Regions from separate parts of the Gossypium hirsutum genome. Here region 1 is linked to region 2. The links are chromatin contacts, called in public Hi-C maps. All regions are on one chromosome and are shown on one strand. The core of a region is the stretch at or near the end of the contact, and the rest is flanking DNA. Distances in the headings are between cores, read along the strand shown.

Region 1 (2,700 bases), core at 29-2,528, 300 kb before region 2:
TTTTATTTTTCCTAGATATATATATATATAGGATGTAAAAAGCTCATGTATGGTGAATCAGATAATTACTTATATATAAATATAGAGAGAGTACAAACTTGCTAAACTTTGTTATCACCATCTCTTTTAAAACAGTTGGATTAAAAATTTGTTCTTTTAGTGGTTAGTTGAAATTATATAGTCTTAAAGAATGAAGAGAATAATTATAAGACATTAAAAAAAAAAAAAGAAGACAAAGAAGATTGTGACTAAATCAATCTTCAAATAAGATTTGATTTGTTTAATGTGGAGATAAAAGGGGATTTGGTCCACAACAGCACATCTTAAAAAGTACATCCTTTTTGCCAATGTGATTGATGTGTGGTTAAGGGACCCATATTTTTTCTTTTATTATATACTTAGCAATTCGTTTAATCATAATTAAGCTGATTAAAAAAAAAAGGGTGAATGGATTTGGTGAGCTAATTTAGCAATCAAGAAGGGTTATTATTTGAAAGAAAATTAGAAAAACCCTTCACAATTCAATGGACCCTCCTTTCTCCATACTATCACATGTTACCCACTAACATCTACATCTGAACCATTTAATTGGTAGGGCCATGCCTGGATGGGACATTACTAAGATTAAACAGTGTTTTATTAACTGTTAACCTTTGTTTAATTCTCAATGTGGTCATACTAATTTTGATTATGGTCCCCCAAGTGAAAACGAAATTGTAAAACATCAAATCCAACCATTTAATACCCTTTTTTAAGGGATTAGCTTGAATCTTTTTTGCCTCTTGTTGGTGTCATGATCTTAGTTTTTTTGAAACTCCATGCTTACTTACAAAAGAATGCTTGAACTAAGTGTATATGTGAAAAGTGGGAACTCAAAACAATCACTCTCAAGTGAAGTCAAGAGAATTTAGGAACTGGGAATGAAGCTATATGTGGCAAAGCACTTGAGGAAAGGAAGAAATAAATCTGAAACCACAAAAAAGGGGTGGAAATGATAAAATAGAAGAATTCTTAAACTCTACCATCTAAAACCTCACTTTCCAATGAAAACCACAACCCACATGATCTTGCTTGGGAATATTGGAAGATCACAATTCACAATCCCTCTTAAAAGAAGATTTCCCTAAACCCCAACTCCCCAATCTCCCTTCTCACAATGCCCAATTTTTTTAAACTCTAAACAAGGCTTCTCTCTCTCTCTCTCTCTACCCTAGTGGCCCCATCTAATATTAGTGGCATTTTGGGTGTTGAAAATGACACTTGTCACAAGGTGATTGAAGCATGTGTCATTGGTCATCCCCTGGCAGGAGGGTCTTGTTCTGGCTTACTTGGCAGTTCCAATCATGCACTAACATGTGTCACCCATAAGCTCTCCAACCTAGCAATACTAACCCCCCCAAAATTATTGATCTTAGTGAAGGGAAGGGAGACGGGGGCCCTAAATGATGGATCCAAAAGGCAAAGTACAGGGTAAGGTGCAATTATTCATGCCATAGATTTCATCCTAAGCAAGTGAAAGGAAAAAAATTCCCTCAAAAAAGCAGAGAAAAAGGGCCAGGGGAGAGGGGGTTGGAATAGCTAATTGTGTATATAATCAAAAACATCATTAATTTTCTTTCCTTTCTTTCTTTTGGGTGACTGATTCCCAACTCTCTTTGTGTTAGCTAAGGCTAAAGAAAAAATAGATTTCTCCTCCTTTTTTTTTTTTCTCTTCTTATATTCTCTCTTTCATTACTTCATTTCCTCCCTCCTTGTTCTTCTTTTTTTCTCTCTATGAGAGGCCAATATAGAGGGAAAGAAGAGGCATGAAGAACACAATCCGGTGCTGCATCTCTTGCATTCTGCCCTGTGGAGCACTCGATGTGATTCGAATAGTACACTCCAATGGCCGCGTTGAAGAAATCAGTGGCTCCATCAAAGCCAGCGACATCATGAAGGCTTACCCTAAACACGTTCTAAAGAAGCCTTCCTCTTCTTCCGATGATGGGATGGTCCCAAAAATCGTCATCGTCCCACCCGACGCCGAACTTCAACGTGGCAAGATTTATTTCCTAATACCACTCCCTTCAACACCCGATAAAACCCGTTCCAAAACTTCCTCAACAACCAAGAAGAAAAAAAGAGACAGGCTTGACACCACCAACAACAACAACGGCGGCGGCGCCAGCAGCAACGGCCGCAACCGCCAGCATAATCACAGCCGAAGCATGAGCAACGCCAACAAGAACAACAACACAATTTCAATGTCGAATCTTTTGATATCGGATCAGTATTTAAGTGAGATACTTTCAGAGAAACTATCAACGCAAAGGGATCGAAGAAGAGGCCGAGTTGGGGTGTGGAGACCACACTTAGAGAGCATCTCCGAATCTCCAAACGATGGATGACCATCATTCACGTCACTCTGTTATACTACTACTACTACTACTACTACTACTACTATTACTATTTTCTATTAGAAGTATGCCTATGGGGTTTACAATTTTCTTCAGATTTATATCTGATTCATTTTTAGGAAAAAAAATCCGCCCTATCATCCATTAGGGTTGAAGCAACAAGCTGCTTATTTGCTTTTTTCTTTTTTATAAGTTTTCCACTCCCTTTTCTACATTTCTTTTCTGCCCTTTTATTAGTTTTTATTTTGAGTTTTGTATATATAGGCATAGAATAAAAAATAAGAATGCAATGCAAGAGAAAAAA
Region 2 (2,700 bases), core at 57-2,556:
GTATCTTAATGAAATTTTCCAATGCTTCTAATATCTCATAATTTTGATGTTAGGAAACATTCCAATACGTTGAAGACCAGTTGCAGACTGTGGGAGCTAATGTTAGGCAATTCTGTACAGAACTAATGCAAGAAGTGCTCCCTTCATCTCCTACCAATTCGAAGGAAGAACTTAACTTGTCTCTATTGCAAAATGCTGCTGTCACAGCCAATAAAGATTCAAACATAAATGTTAATAAAGATTGCATTCAGAAAGAACTGATCCATGTCAAATATATTAAAAATATACATTTAGGTTCATCTTCAGGGCAAAGCACAGAGAATGAGCGTGGCTTGGCTCAAGCATGCAAGAATGAAGCTCATGACACTGATTCTACTCTAGATGACGCCTTATTAGAATCAAAGGGTAGGTATTCATTCTGTTGGTATGATATATACATCTATCCTTATTTTTTTTGTCTTTCTAAAATGGTCTCCGCATTAGATTAAAATAACCAGTTGCATTCGGTTGTGGAATCAAAGGATTAGTTAAAGTAATGAGATTAAGTGATTTTGTTGCAGCTGTTCTGAAATTGGAACTAGAAACTGTTCCAGCTCCTGTTCCATCGCTTAATAAGGTGAAGCTTGAAGAAAGCTGGATTCTGGTGGACAGCAGTGAGCTTCATTCTCTTTCTAATGAATTACAAGAACGCCGATCATTCAAGGTAGGATACTCTCACCCTCCATCGTATATTTTGGTAAAAATTCAGGCGCCTCACGGATGTTTAGCTTGACATGAACAACCTCTTTCAGGAATGCTTAGTTGTTGTTTTGTGGGACAGGAGAAGTTTCAGGAGGCTTTTTCTTTGAAGTCAAGGTTATGGAAGCCTGATGATGAGCAGCATCGAAACAGTGTTGAGCAATCCAGTGAAAGCAACAAATCTGAGTCACAAGAAATGGGATTTTCCGAATCGGATTGGGAGATTATTTAAATAAAGTTAAAATGGATTTTAGAATAAGACAGGACATTTACATGGTTTGAAAAAATGGAGAGAACTAGGCAGTCTAGTAGGCATGATTTGATGGAGAGTTGTTGTCTAAATTGCAGTGTTTCCTTGTATTAATCAGATAACATTAGTATTAATTTCATCTTTTAATTACAAACAAAGCATTAATTAACGTGCAAAAACTCATTGGTTGTCTCCTGTTCTAATCGCGTATCCACCAAATTCCATGAACGGTCCGCAAAAGCTCGAAGGATTATATAATAAAAAATATATAATTTTTAAGTTTTATACTCCTTTTTTGTTCACAAAAAATAGGAAATAAAATAAAATATAAAAGGTGAAAAGTTATTTACAGAAAAGGGAAAATATTGGAAATAGCGGGAATATGGCGGACACTTACAGTTTGATAGGAGGCTTTTACTCTAAACCCTCTCCCCCTCTGCCTTCTTTTTTTCTCAAAACCCCAAAATTACCCCTCCATTTTCCATCTAAATCCATGGCTGCCCACTTTCATTGCTCCTCTAACCCTCGACCTTCCCAGCCCTCCTTACTCGTTTTCTCAGGTACTCTTTTCTCCTCGCTTTGATTGATAAATATTTCAAATTTGATTAAAAAGTCCTAACGTGGATTCGTTTATGGTGGTTCTAGGTGGGACGGCATTTAATGGCGTTGTAGAAGAGCTTAAGAAGTTAACAGTTCGCGTTGCCCATGTTCTTCCTGTTTCTGATGATGGAGGAAGTACTGCCGAGATTGTTCGAGTTCTCGGTAAATATTTTACGCATTTCTAACGCGAAATCTGATATCATTAGTTTGTCAATTATCAGAAGACAACTCTCAGTTGACATAGGAAACTTTAGTTGTTGAAGTTAAGTCTTGAAATAAACGAAAGAATTTTGCCTGCACTTGAATTGTTTAATCAGATGGCCTTTATTTTTATTAGATTGTGTCTTGGTTCTTATAATGATTTGGAAATTTCCTTTGATGTGAGATAAAATAATGTCGCTGAGTTGATAATGTTTAGGTGGTCCTGCTGTTGGGGACATAAGGTCAAGATGTTTGAGATTGGCTGATGAAAGCACTTCCGAGGCTCTGGCTGTCCGAAGATTGCTTGGTCATCGTTTGCCTATAAATCCACAGCAAGCCAAGTCGGAATGGTAGTGTTTTCCCCTGATAATTTTACTGTAACACTTTCATTTCAGCACATTTGATTAAGTCATTTAGATGGTCTTTTCTCTCTTGTTCAGCTAGTTTTGGTTACTTGATTGCTGCAATTCTTTTTCGTTCATGCTATTTTCAACTCCATTTTGTTGATTTTTTTTTCTACTCTTGTACACGGGCATCCATACATAAATAAATGCACTTATAAAGAGGCACTTGCATGCAAAGCTGCTTAAGAGTCACAGGATGATTCCAATAGAACATTACTTTTAAACTTCATTCTAAACCTACATATGGAAATTTCAGTACAAAATTGACAATTCTGTTTCTAGATTTATCTTATCCGGATTTCTTATGACTTACAAATATATAGGTTCCTTAGTGTTAGAATTAACTGTCAATTATCCACTCTTAACTCCTATTGTTTTGGATGTTTGCTTTCTGAAATTTTCCATTTACTTTCTAGGTGGTAAATATGGTGGGAGTATTAAGTAACAGTGTGCTGAGTTGAGAATTTGACAGGTATAAAATTTTGGAAGGAGAACATTCACTATGGG

Evidence for each region. A called contact is a pair of places that touch in the nucleus more often than the background predicts.
Region 1: a Hi-C map of leaf shows a contact between it and region 2, with 2.3 times the contacts expected there. The contact joins the promoter of LOC107900644 here to the promoter of LOC107900647 in region 2. A contact is called at or near these places in 3 of 34 Hi-C or Micro-C datasets (callus and leaf).

Annotation. Positions count from the first base shown.
Region 1 is chrD06:48,837,730-48,840,429 of Gossypium_hirsutum_v2.1, reverse strand. LOC107900644 reads left to right here and starts at 1,278. Exons shown (of 1, transcript XM_016826314.2): 1 at 1,278-2,700. The coding sequence starts at 1,806. The coding sequence ends at 2,387.
Region 2 is chrD06:48,536,044-48,538,743 of Gossypium_hirsutum_v2.1, reverse strand. It overlaps LOC107900647, which reads left to right and starts at 1,306. Exons shown (of 12, transcript XM_016826318.2): 1 at 1,306-1,548; 2 at 1,634-1,750; 3 at 2,007-2,139; 4 at 2,666-2,700. The coding sequence starts at 1,371. LOC107900649 reads left to right here. Exons shown (of 4, transcript XM_016826320.2): 2 at 54-405; 3 at 561-703; 4 at 821-1,167. The coding sequence ends at 970.